Regions from separate parts of the Mus musculus genome. Here region 2 is linked to region 1. Evidence: chromatin contacts called from public HiChIP or PLAC-seq data. All regions are on one chromosome and are shown on one strand. Each heading gives the region's core, a stretch centred on a gene start, on an enhancer-like site or on the middle of the called end of the contact. The rest is flanking DNA. Distances are from core to core; before and after follow the strand shown.

The links. HiChIP or PLAC-seq counts read pairs in DNA pulled down with a chosen protein or histone mark.
Region 2: a contact with region 1 is called in an H3K4me3 HiChIP or PLAC-seq map of embryonic basal ganglia, with 4 times the contacts expected there. The contact joins two enhancer-like sites. A contact is called at or near these places in 1 of 115 datasets of contacts at active chromatin or transcription factors (embryonic basal ganglia) and 1 of 9 other capture datasets (embryonic stem cells).

The regions. Positions count from the first base shown.
Region 1 is chr17:51,354,578-51,361,219 of GRCm38.p6, reverse strand. No RefSeq gene overlaps it. Among named protein-coding and RNA genes, the nearest start is that of C330011F03Rik, 90 kb to the left of the region's middle. Within about 2 kb of position 2,704, at least 9 of the 459 cell types and tissues checked have an H3K27ac peak or open chromatin away from gene starts, as enhancers often do. A contact at or near this core is called in embryonic basal ganglia, where this site is marked.
Region 2 is chr17:51,788,292-51,794,933 of GRCm38.p6, reverse strand. All of the region lies in intron 5 of Satb1 (special AT-rich sequence binding protein 1), which reads left to right. Among named protein-coding and RNA genes, the nearest start is that of Satb1, 41 kb to the left of the region's middle. Within about 2 kb of position 4,138, at least 54 of the 459 cell types and tissues checked have an H3K27ac peak or open chromatin away from gene starts, as enhancers often do. A contact at or near this core is called in embryonic basal ganglia, where this site is marked.

The DNA of each region.
Region 1 (6,642 bases), core at 1,455-3,954:
TTAGTGCCTTTGGAAGCTTTGTTTTATACACATCATTTGCAGGTGCTAAAAAAAAAGTGAAAAATAACCATTATAATTACTGGTATTCAAGGATTCATATTCCCTGTGTAATTTATTTAGGATTATCAGTTTCCTTGTAGTTATACAAAAGGCCTGTCAAGGTGTTTCCCACGTGTTTGGCTCATGTGTGTTCCAAAAACCAGCCAAAACGCTGTTGTATTGCACCCTGCACAGGGAGGCTACTCTTAGGGAAAAACTAGGCCAAGTTCTACCTGGATCTCTGTCTTGGTTAAATTATCTTACATATGCTTTAATTTTTTTTCTTGTTCTTCCTGTCTTTATCTCTCTCTCTCTCTTTTTGTTAAAATACATCTGTGTTTGTAGACTGCCCTGGTTGATATCTTATTGAGGAGTGGGTGTGCTCACACCTGGTATAGTATATGTAGCTTAACAATACATATCATTACATTATTTACTGCTCATTTTATGTTATTCAATAGTAAACTGCAAATTAACCCTCCAAGAACCAGGCAGGAAAAAATGCCCCACTAGATATGAGATAGCCAATGAAGGCGTTCTCCCTGAGGAGGACTGCTCAGAGAGCATCCATAACTGTATTCATAAACACGGAAGTATGTTCATTACAGTGGGGATGCCCACCAGAGCCAGCTAATTCCTCTCCCAGGAAATCTGTTTCATAATGATATCCCTTACCACACCACACTTGTACTTATGCTGATAACACAGGTTATAAAAGGGACTTAGGACAGGAGGCAATTAATGTACCGGCTCTTTAACCTCCTTTATTAGAGTACATCAGGCACCGAAGGGAGCTGGCGTTATATTTCTGGTGATACCGTTTCGTGCCATCTCAGCCCTGTCTTACTTTGCACGGATTCATATTCTGGTTTGACCTTTTGGTCACTGATTCAGCTACAGACAAGTAGAGGAGGGAGCCAGTGAAATGGACACCAACAAAGAATGATTCTCCCACCTGAGGGGAGAAACCATCCTTATCACCCTGGCTTCAGGACCCATAGCACCTTCCACGGACCCCTACCGTCCTCACAAAAATCATGCCCAACAACGCAAAACAAGTCTAGTCATGCTTCCAGTTAGGGGCAGAACCCAAATCGGAATTCCTGATTCCTAGAGGGGGCCCCAACTCCATCTGATTCCGCATTTCAAAACAAAAAAGCCATCGCTAACAAGAAATCATTAAAGACTGGTCCCTGAGAAGTATAGTAATTAAAGTATAAATATAAGTAAGTTCAAAAAGGGAAGGAAGAGAAGGGGAAAGAAAAGTGAGGGTGGAGTGGGCAGAGGGAGTCTTTACATTAGATTGCAAGAGGGGCGGTTCTCCAAGTTTCAAGTAAGCTCCTTGCTGACCAAAAGTATCCCTCCTTGCCTCATTTACAGGAATGAGAAGAAAATGTAGGTGTTGGGCCAAAAGTAAACACATTATTAACCCGGAGTTTTCCAGAAAAAGAGATACAATGTAATTTGAGATCAGGAGGGAAAAAAACTATTCTGTCTTGCTACCGAAACACCAGACTAAGCTTTAAAGAACCCCACAATGTCTTGTGGCTCAGTTAGCCAGTCTAAACATCAGCAGCAATCTAGTTACATACTGTTGGCAATTAACTTGCTAAATTAAGATTTGCAATAGAAAACAAGACATCTTACCATCCCCTATGTTTTATTGATATTTTTTTCTTAAAGAAAAAAAAAAAAGCAGCTTTCTTCAAAACAGTCATTTCTATTTCAAGGAGACCAAGCACAAAGTTTCCTGAATTTGGCTCTAGAGAACAGCCGTCCTCAGATCCGCTGGGCAGAATATCAAAGAATAGCCGTCCATACTTCAAACATGAGGTATAGAACGGCATTCAAATCCTAGGGCTGTGGACAGTAGCTTGGAGATATTGAGGGGCTCTCACTTTAATTCCTTCCTTCTCTTTTCTACAGTCATGGAGCAAATGGTCCGGGGATAAACATTATAAAAACTGGTGTGGTATAAAGAGATGTGTCCATGTCCATTCCCCTGGCTGCCTGTGTATTAAGAGAGCAAATATGGGTTAATTAGGAGCCCAGATCTTTTTCATCAAAACTAGCCACAAACAAGGTGATTTCTCAGGGCTAATTCCTACCCAGGGGATAGTGAGCGTTATTCTGAATGACCAGAGACATTTCAGAAGGCAAAAGCCAGTCCCCATATCCAGGCTGTTCCAACTACTTGCTCCCTGCGGTTTGGAATGCCGCAGAAGCTCCGATGACATGAGCTCCAGCCTCTCACAGTGAATGGAAATGAGAAAAGGTATCCTCCTCTGAAACATGCTAAAAAATACAGCAATTACCCGGTACAGAGGTGGCGTTACAAACTCCTATCCCAAAGCATTGTTTCAGATGTGATTTCCGTTGCAGAAACTGAACTAATAGAAACATCCCCATCAATATGAATTTGAGATATTTCTTACAATATATATCACCTTTCTACTGCCTGCAACCTTCTGCCAGGCTTTTTTTTCCCTCCCTTTTCTTTTTAGGAGGTGCTTTGAGGAGACCATACCATGAGAACAATACACAGCTGCTGCTGTATAGAGATATCTAATTGTCAATATTGTAGAAATTCTACAGCTTATTACGTGCATTCAGTCTAATTCTGGGCAAATTGCCAGTCACTTCAGGGACAATCAAGTGAGCCACATCACACGTGGTATAGCATCAGAGCTTTAAGATACCCGGCTGTTTTGCCTCTGGCCAGAGAGTGTTTGTACCAGTGCTACCGAGTGAAGGGGGGTAACTACAGATAAAATAAAATTTGTATTTTTTTTTCAAGTGGGCTACATTTCAAGCCCAGATGTTAGTAATGAAAGATTCAATTTAAGGATTTAAATTACAAATAAATAAAGTATGAAACAGATGTGATTTTTAAGGAAGTTCAAATTATCCAGGAAGAAAAATATCTCTGTGCATGACAAAGTAATAGGGATTGTGTTGAAGAGTCTGTTGGAAGCAATCTGCTAAGCGCAATTCACCCTTAGGACAGGATTGGTTTGGAATGGGAAGGACTGGTGGAGCTTGTCATTAAACAAAAATTGTGTTTAATAAAACTTTATAACCGTGATTAATCCTATGAGGCCCTAAAGGAGTTTGCAGTTGATAAACACATTTTCCTTGTTTGCAATGGTAATGATATTTTGGAGTGAATGGAAAAAGAACAAAAAAAGAAAAAGAAAAAAACTCTAAGGGGATAAAAATGGAGGGTTTGGCAGGTACCACCTAGGCAGAAATTCCAGGGACTCATAAGATATACGGACCACCCATTAGGAGACTGCTTTAATGCTTGTGTGACTCACATACCATAGAAGGGCATCAACTTAACAGAGAAACAAAGCTATCTTGCAAGCAGTAACGGAGCACATCTTTATTTATACAAACTAATAAGGCTTCTTTCTTGCAAGCTGACAATTAGATTTGCCTATCAAAAGGATGACAGTGATTTAAGACACGGCATCTCAGAGTGGGAAATTCTCCCCTGCAAATACAAGCAGAAGGGTTGGTTAAGGGCTTTGCTGCCTGGAAGAGTGGCCATTAGTCACCAGTGGCTATTTAAATTTTAATTTTAATCTATTAAAATTAAATAAAATTAAGGATTACACTTTCCATCATGGTAGTCATAATTGAGTAACGTAACAGTCATATGCAGCTAGGTGGCCACCATATTGGACAGGGTAAATAAAGAGAATTCTGCCACTACCAAAACCTCTGCCGCCTAGCATCATTACATAGTAATTCCCAAGATTAGATTTGGACAGCAGGAGGTAAAATGTGATCACTACTTGGTTTTTCTTTACCGTCCCGGCTCTCACCCATACAAAGTGTGCGGACACACACCTACATGTTCTCATACACAAATAGGGTGATTAAACAGCTGTTAGATTAACCTTCCTGGGCCCCAAAGAAAAATCACCCCCAGATCTCAGCTTTGGTAGCCTGACTTTTCCAACAGGTGACTAAGGGCAAAAACCATCCAGAGTCTCACACTTGGAGTGCAGGCTTTATGTGAGGTGGGTACCTAGCATCAGTGGTCAGTCCTCAGCTGCCAACAGTGATTTAAGACAAGGCATCTCATGGGACATTCTCCCATGCAAGTACAAGCAGAAGGGTTGGTTTAGGGTTTTGCTGCCCAGAAGAGTGGCCATTTGTCACCAAGGAATTGAATCATTCTAGAGGGCTTTAATAAAAGAATTAGAAAGAAAGAAAAGAAAAGAAAAGAAAGAGAAGAGAAGAGAAGAGAAGAGAAGAAAGAAAAGAAAAGAAAAGAAAAGAAAAGAAAAGAGAGAGAGAGAGAGAAAGAAAGAAAGAAAGAAAGAAAGAAAGAAAGAAAGAAAGAAAGAAAGAAAGAAAGAAAGAAAGAAAGAAAGAAAAAGATGTTTTCTTTCAACATGCAAGCCCCCTCCATGGTGACGATGTGTGGGGTGGAATCTTGTCTCCTGGGCATCTTCCCCAGTGCCAGCTGAGCACCACACAAAGCCACCCGGAAGAACAGCACAGCGTCTTTGTGTGCGGAGCATCACCCGTGTGCCACATGAACTCTTCCTGACTCTCTGGAACTGCCAGCAGCCATTTCGCTTGGATTCTGGCTGTGACAGAAGCAACGTTGCCTCTCTGGCATCAGATGGGAAATGTAATTTTATAATACTCAAAAGTCAAAACCTCCAGTATGCGCCAGAGTCATTACTGAAAAACTTTCAGAGCCTTCAAATTGCAAAAGCAGTTACAAAATGCACATATTTTCTCCAGAGTAAAATAGGTATTCCTCTGCTTTTTCTCAATACCCCCTCCAATTCCCTGTTTATGAAAAATGATTGTTGCACAAGTCATGCGTTGTTCTCTGGGATTTTAGAATAATGTAAATGTTAAAGACTCCCAGTACTTCGAAGATGGGTGAGATCCATTTTATTTTAAATTCAAATAAAATAATTTTTTTTCTGAATGTGGTTCTTAACATGTTTTGACTGGACCCCATCATTATATTTAGGGTTTTTTTATTGGTTATTTATTTACTCTACATCCCAATCACCGTTTTCCCCTCCTCCCAGTCCCATCCTCTCCCCCTCCCCTCCCTCCTCACCCACCCTACCTCCTCTAGTCTTCAGAAGAGGAAAGGACACCCAGAATATCAAGTTACAGTAAGATTAGGCACATGCATCTTCTACTGAGGCTAGAAAAGGCAGCCCAGTTGTGGGATCCAAAGGCAGGCAGTGTGGTCAGAGACAGGCCCTGCTCCCACTTTAGGGGTCTCACATGAAGACCAAGCTGCATAGCTGTTACATCGGTGCAGAAGGCCTAGGTCTGTCCCATGTGTGCTCTCTAGCTCGCTGTTCAGTCTCTGTGAGTCTTGTGGGCCCAGGTTAGTTGATTCTGTGGGTTTCCTCGTGGTGTTTTTGACCCCTCTGGCTCCTACAATCTCCCCACTCCTCTACAGTATTCCTCAAGTTCTACCTAATGTTTTGTTGATGGGTCTCTGCATCGGTTTCTATTAGTTGCTGAGTGAAGCCTCTTCGATGACATTTATGCTAGGCTCCTGTCTGTAAGAGCAGAGCATAATTAATAGTGTCAGGGGTGGACTCCTTCTAATAGATGGGTCTCAAGATGGGCCAGGCATTAGTTGGCCCTTTCCTCCATCTTTTACTCCTGTGCATATTATAGGCAGGACAAGTTGTGGCAAGTCAAAACGTGTTAAGGTTTTGTGGCTGGGTTGGTGGTATCCCAATCCCTCCATTGGAAGTCTTGTCTGGTTACAGAAGATGGCCAATTCAGGCTTCATATCCCCCACTGCTAGGAGTCTTAACTAGGATCACCCTTATAGATTCCTGGGAGTTTCTATTGTCCTAGGTTTCTAGCTGGTCTCAAAGATGCCTCCTCCTATCCAGGTTTCTCTCCCAGGACTCTATTCCCCCCACCACACACCTCATTCCTCCTGTTCCCATCCTCACCCCTCCCCACTTGGTCTCCCTCCCCCCACACCTCCTCCCCCCTGCTTAATATATTTCCCCCTCTCAGTAAGAGTCAAGCATCACACCTTGAGCCCTCCTTGGTACTTAGCTTCTTTGGCTCTATGGTGTGTAGCTTGGTTATACTGTGCTTTATGGCTAATATCACTTGTAAGTGAGTACATACCATGTTTGTCTTTTTGTGTCTAGGCTTCCTCACTCAAGATGATCTTTTCTAGCTCTATCCATTTGCCTGCATATTCCATGCTGTCATCAAATATCACTATTAAAAATGGGTTATAGAGCTAAACAAAGAATTCTCAACCGAGGAAATTCGAATGGCTGGGAAGAAACTAAAGAAATGTTCAACATCCTTAGCCATCAGGGAAATGCAAATCAAAACAACCCTGAGATTCCACCTCACACCAGTCAGAATGGCTAAGATCAAAAACTCAGGTGACAGCAGATGCTAGCAAGGATGTAGAGAAAGAGGAACACTCCTCCATTGTTGGTGGATTGTAAGCTTGTACAACCACTCTGGAAATCAATCTGGCGGTTCCTCAGACAATTGGACCTGAGGACCCAGGTCCATACTACTCCTGTATATACCCAAAAGGTGCTCCAACATGTAACAAGGACACATGCT
Region 2 (6,642 bases), core at 2,889-5,388, 430 kb before region 1:
GATTGTATTTAGTTAGCGTGCATGTGATGTTTACCTAACTAAGGACAAATGACTTCTGAGTTTCTGCTTAGGAAAACTTACTGTGACCCCAGGTTATCTTGTGTTTTTGTGTATATATAATGTTCTCGATAGGTTGCAGAACTTAGTTGTTTTTAAGCAGAACAATAGTCTTGGGAGTACAGTGGCCCAGCAGTATAAAAATGCTAAAAATGAGCAAATCCTCTGTCACAGTTAAGTGTGAACTTCGTTGACGTATTTGTAGCATTATTATTACACACACTTACCTTTTTTAGAGGGGTCTTAAACTAATACTTCAGTTTGTCCATTCTCTTCTCAAATTTAAGGAAGAGATTAAAGGGGGTCTGTCAGGTTTTAGTAACAGCTCAGTGGGTGACAGACAGGTGCTGGCCCTGCCAACCTGAAGGCCTCACCCCATGTTGGCTCATGTCTCCTCCTTGGCTGCTCAAAAGCCGGGCTCTGGCATGGCAGACTTCCTTTAGGCCTCTAAACGTAGGATCAAAAATCTGGCTGTGTAAAGGTCCGGCATCCCCCGCATTCAGAGAGAACTGCAAACGTAGGTAACTGTTCAGCCATTCTGTGGAGCCCGGGAGACTTGAGTGGTCAGCCGTCTGTGGTGAGCACCTATGGCTCCAATGTGGGTGGCGCTCTTTATTTTGTGCCAGGCCGTGCATCCCAATGAGGGAGCGCCGTTTCCTTACAGAGGTGATGACCTGAAGCATTTTCCCTGAACCGTTCTAACATCGATGGAGGAAGCCAGATCAGTGCAATTATTTTCCTTTGTGTTGAATGCAGAGGTCATACTGGTCTATATCTATGTTAGTAGCCATGGGGATTGTTGAGTGAGAGCTAACAGTGTTAACTAAATCCCTGACATCAAGGGCCAGCTTGCTCTGTGAGGCAATAATCCTAGGAGAATATGATGTCTAGATCTCATAGTAGACATCTGAGAGCCTGTGCACACTCAAAGTCATGATCCACTCTGCTGGTGAACGGGGAGGACAAGCTTCTCAAAGGCTTACTGAGGTCCTGTGGCCCCACACTTGGTATACATTGGGAATACCAACCCCCCCCTCCCCAAACACACACACACACACATACACACACACACACACACACACACACTCAATATGACCTCAATTCGAACTGCTCATATAAAGAAACAATTCAAAGAGAGTTGAGATTCTTGTGGATAGCTTCAGAGTCTAGCACAAGTATTTGTGCTTGGAAAGTGAATTATTCAAAGTCCTGGAGTTCTTGTTTCTACTTTGCACTATAAAGCATTTTGAAAGTGCTCTGTACAAGAGCTAAGGAAATAGTGAGTCTGGTATTTATTCCCTTCTAAGTTCAGATACTAGAAATTATTTCTTCTGTAAAGATGGGCCATTCATCCATCCACACAAGGGCATTAGAGAAGGAATAAACAAGCATCCCTTCCCCCCCCCCCCCCCCCCGTGTGTAAATGTCTCAGATTTAGCCAAATCAGATCTAATCAGATTTACTCAAACTCAGGCATATCTAAAGAAAGTGCTCCTATGAAGTCTACTTAGATTACTGTAATGTTTAACCCAATAACATTTACATTTTTAATAATTATATCACAAGCAAGATGCTAAGAGACTTTAAGCTTCCTGCAAACACAGCTCTAGTTGGAGACATGTGTACAGGGTGTGCTTGAGGAGTGCTGTGTATATAGCACAATTGATTCTTCCCTAGGGTCTTTGGAAAGACAATCCTCTCACAGACTCTTGCCCCTGTCGGAAGACACAGTGGGGATTCAGGTTTCTCTGTGTTATGCCCACTTGCTTTGAAATATCATATACCTTTACTAATACTACTAGTGATAGATCTTTTGTAACAAATGCTTTACTGTTTCAGCTCTGCATATTTAAGTGGTTTGAAGGTTTGATTGTAGAAGAAAGGAGGACAGGGTGGAGAATTTGGTCAAATGATATTATCTGGTGTTTGTGTAAAATTACTTTAACTGCATGGAAGAAGCATAGAAACTGCACCAACGTTTTCTATAGAAGCTATGACTTGTGCTATTAGATATTTAAGATGTCTACACTTGGCAAAATGATGATGTCTTCAACCTTTTGAAGATACATTTGGGTGAGATGAGAGCTGCGGTGGTTGTGTTGCCTTCCACTTCCTTCAGGATTCCTTCGGAACTTTATATAGTATGAACTTTATATAGTATGTTCATTTTGGCTGGTGTGTGCTGACTGCTTTGGGTGCAAATGCCATTTCCAAGCATCAGGATTGCTCAGGAATGGCAAGAGCCCTCCCTCCCTCTGACCACTGGAGTTTGAGATTTACCAATAATCTCTCTTTTCCTAACAAATTGAGATTTCAAAGGTGTATCTCTCAAGAGAATAACTTAAAATGTAATAGAAGCTGCATAGTGAAAAATGTGGGGGACATCAGCTAACAAGGACATTAGAGGGCATGACATTTAGTGACCCTGTCACTTACTCTCATAAATGGAAGCACAGTTCCCCTTTTCCCACCCCCAAATACCAGATGGGGACTACCTGCTAATTTCTAACACATTCAGGCCCTGCCACTGTCTCATAGGATATGCCTTTTAAAAAAAGGAAAGATCCTATATGTGGTCTTTTATGTCCTCTGGGATTCAAACAAGACCCCATTAACAAAGGATCTCTATCAGAATAGTGTTTGCGTAAGGTGGGTTCAGCTGTGTTTCATGGCAAGTTCAAGTTTGACTTTTGATTTTTCCACAGACATATAAAGAACTGTTAAGAAAATTCATCTATGGGTAGTCAAGTCTTGTCTAAGGAGTAAGGACACAAACCTGGGAAATAAATTGTGCTTCTCAAAAAAAAAAAAAAAAAGGAAGGAAGGAAGGAAGGAAGGAAGGAAGGAAGGAAGGAAGGAGAAAATAGCAAAGATCTGGTAGTTCAGCAGTTCAGAAAAAACATTCATTTTATTGAAAAATTACTAAAAGATATTTACTCCCTCCTTACCATTAATAAAAAGAGTATGTCAAAATTCATGTTCTAGCTCTGAAAATAACTCTTGAGTTTACCACAGCATTCATACTAGAGGAGAGTCAAGAGTCATGTTTTTGGTTTTGCTTTTGTATATCTTCCATGTGTAGGTATTTCTTTCAGAAAACAATTATTTTCAACTTTATGACAAAGACATTAGCCAGCAGAACAAATACCCTGCAGGTGAGATATAGCCATGAGATTGGCCTCACAGAATCTAACCTATGTGAGATTATTCCCCTTGTTATCTCTCTGGAGTTTTCCAATTGAAAACATATATTCCTTCCTACACGAAAAAAATACTCTGATTCCTTAGTTGAAATTAATTAGCATTCAGAAACCAGATCGCATGTTTTTGGGTATTCATGAGATCTCTGTTTGAAAAAAAAAATGTTTTTAACTTGTAGAAATGTGTTGCAACACACAGATGGGAAGAAAAAGAAAAAAAAAAAACCTCTTTAGCAAGCACTGTGTGTAAAAGGAATATTACATTTTACACGCTCCTGATTGCTCTGTGTAAACAGTTTTTGACATCTGTCTTTATAGTTTCGAGGGGAGGAAGACTTTGTTAAAAGAATCATTTTTATACAGCAGCCACCATTTCAGTCTTGCTTTACCTGTATTATGAAAGCAGATGGTCCGCATGTCTTTTGAATATTTATAACTATCAAAAACAATCTCTTGCTATTCACCCTTAGGCTTATGAGATGTCAGGACTGTTCTGGTTGGAAAAAAAAAATCATCTTGGGTGTTTACAGAAAGAGGATTACATTAAGCTGAAATGACTATACATTTTCCAGTTTAATATTTGTCCATCAGCTGTTTAATCGTATTTAGATAATTGTGTAAATAAGATGTGGTAGCCCTTGCCCTCTCTGCTGAAGGAGCCTGTAAGCTTTCAACATGGGCGAGCCACCATTTTGTAGATGCTGTCTCTCTCTCTCTCCTCCACCTCAGTTAGCCCAGACCTAAGTCCCAAGCAAGTTAGGACCCAGACAGCTCAGTCCCTGTTTGAAAAGCCCCAGAAGCAGAAGGCCAACATGGAGAGCTCAGAAACACCAGGGAGCTGCTGGCTGCCTGGCGTCTAGGAGTGTATTGTCGTATGCAAATGCGGAGCTGAGCAGCCGCTTACCCCTTTAAAAGGGGCCTGGCCTCCTCCTCCTCCTCCTCCTGCCCTGCTCGCCTTGCTTCTGCGGATTTTGGAAAACTTTTGGAATAGTGGGGGTTAACTGGTTTTTTTGACTGGAAGCTGAGCAATCAGAGATAACAGATTTTGCTGTGGTTGGTTGATTTGGCAGAAAAGCATGAACAGTTTTGGTTTAAATGATTGAATAACCTGATTAGCATTGTTTTGGGGTGGTTTTTTTTTTTTTTTTTTTTTTTCCTTCTTCTTCTTCTTCTTTTTTTGAGGGGGGTTGTTAAAGGCACAACAAAGCAATTTGAACAGTAATCAGATCACTGGCCCTTCCCGGGTTGACAACCTTGTTCTTGAGTAAGGCTGCACTTTCTCCCAAACCATTCATGTTGGCCACTAAAGTGACCAAGAGAGAATCATAAATCCACCTTCCTTCATTTTTCCAGTGCATTATACATATACACTACTGCCTGTGTCATTTCCTAGCAGGGGCTTGGAAGAAGCCAGCATTTGGGGAAATTACGTAACCTCAACCAGTTCCTTGCTTTTTTTTTTTTTTTTTTTTTAATGTTTTCCACATTGAGAGACCTGCAGATTTTCGAGCAAAGGTTTAGAATGTTCCAACAATATGTAAGTCAGGCTTTAGAAAAATTCCACCCTTACCTTTTCACAATTAGAAAGGTTATAAATAATGTATTTGGCTGAAAAGGAGGCTCAGCCTGTGGCAGATGGTACCCTTCTAGAGGGCTGGGGTTTCTGGGAAGACGGCATTCTCGCAGATCGGAACTTTAGCAGACTCAGAAAGAGCCAAGCTCCTCATAGGGAGTAGACATGTGCTTTATGGATCTTAGAAAAGCTTACAACTTGGCTCCTAGGAGGAGAATATTGTGTCACACTGGGGTTAGGAGACCCACGGCCAATTTCTGCCAACTTTTAAATTGTATCTCCCAACACCGGGATCAGAGGCCTGGGATTAGGTTAGTGTGCCCTGTGGCAGCGTTTGAACTCGGGAATTTCTAGCACAGGAGTTTAGTCACTTGGATTAATTGACTCCCAGAATGTTAATGTTCTTACACCTACTGGCCACCAACTGATTAGAAAACTTGCCACACAAGTCGAGTCTTTCAAAGTGCTCATATAAATAGACACCAAGGGAGCAAAGCAGGAACGACCAGCAGCCTCTTTGGAGACATCTGCAGGGTTGATTTTGAAAAACCTGGAGAGGGATCTCTTGCTAATTAATGAACAAAGGCTCTCAAAGCTAGGAAATTGGGATTTAAAAGTTCACTTGACAGTGATGCTGTTGCCTTTGACCCTGAAGGGCAAAGGGAAGAAGGATGCCCCAGTGACTCAAAGGAGTTCTTCCTTTCTGTGGTCCTTCTAACTCTCTATAGGTGTGTTCAACCTTGTGGCGAGATCAGTTTAGAAGAAATGCTCAGTGTAGGAAGTGCTAGCCACAGTGGCTTTGGCTGCTTGGATGTGGGAAGGAAGGAAGGCAGGCCTGGCAGAAACTAAGCCACAGAAGAGCCTGAAGGATGAGCAGCTCCCAGACAGAGATGCAAGAGCCTGGAACTACCTCCAGGTCTGAGGAGTTGAGCGAGTCTTCCAGTTCTTGTGAGATCATCCCAGCTTCACTGAGCTGAGATGTCGGAAACAAAGGGGAAGTCGGCTCTTTGCTATTTGCCCCTTGTCGGCCCTTGACCACACCTGCCACTCCATTTAATTAGAGCATCCTTCAGTTTTCCTAAAGAGATATTTCTGTGGAGACAAGGAGATGTCGCAGTTGGTCATGAGCTGGTGGCACATGCGTGAAGACTTAAAATGGATCCCCAGCACATACATAAAGAGCCTTGCATAGCTGCTTGGAATTCCAGTAGTGACAACGTGGGACAGGGGGATCCTTGTGGCTAAGAGTTAGTGAGAGACTGTTTCTGAAAATATGGTGGAGTGTGACTAAGGAACAGATCTGATATTAACCTCTGGTTTACACATACACACATATACATGTACTCACACAGACATCATTTTGAAAATTATATATACTACTCTTCTTATTTGAAGCATCCTGATTTTTTTTTTTGGGTGTTGCATGAGTACGTGTGTGTGTGTGTGTGTGTGTGTGTGTGTGTGTGTGTGTGTGTGTGTGTGTGTATGTGTGTGTCGACATGTTTGTGTGCTAGAGGGTGTGTGAGAAGCTCAGAGGATGATGTATGGAAGTCAGTTTTCTACTTCTAATTCCTGAGGATTGAGCTCAGTGAATCAAGTTTAGCAGGCGCTTTTTCCTGCTCTGCCATCTCAGTGACCCTATTGAAAGCATTTTTGGCGGATCTGTGTTACAAAAGTCCAAGGAGGAAGTAGTGAAGTACAGGAAGAGGGTACTCTAGCAAACGGTAAGATCACTTTAGGCAAAGATCACATAGCCTACAGATTTAGGGTTAAGCAGGGGCAGGGGAAGCCATGGTGACTGGACACATATGG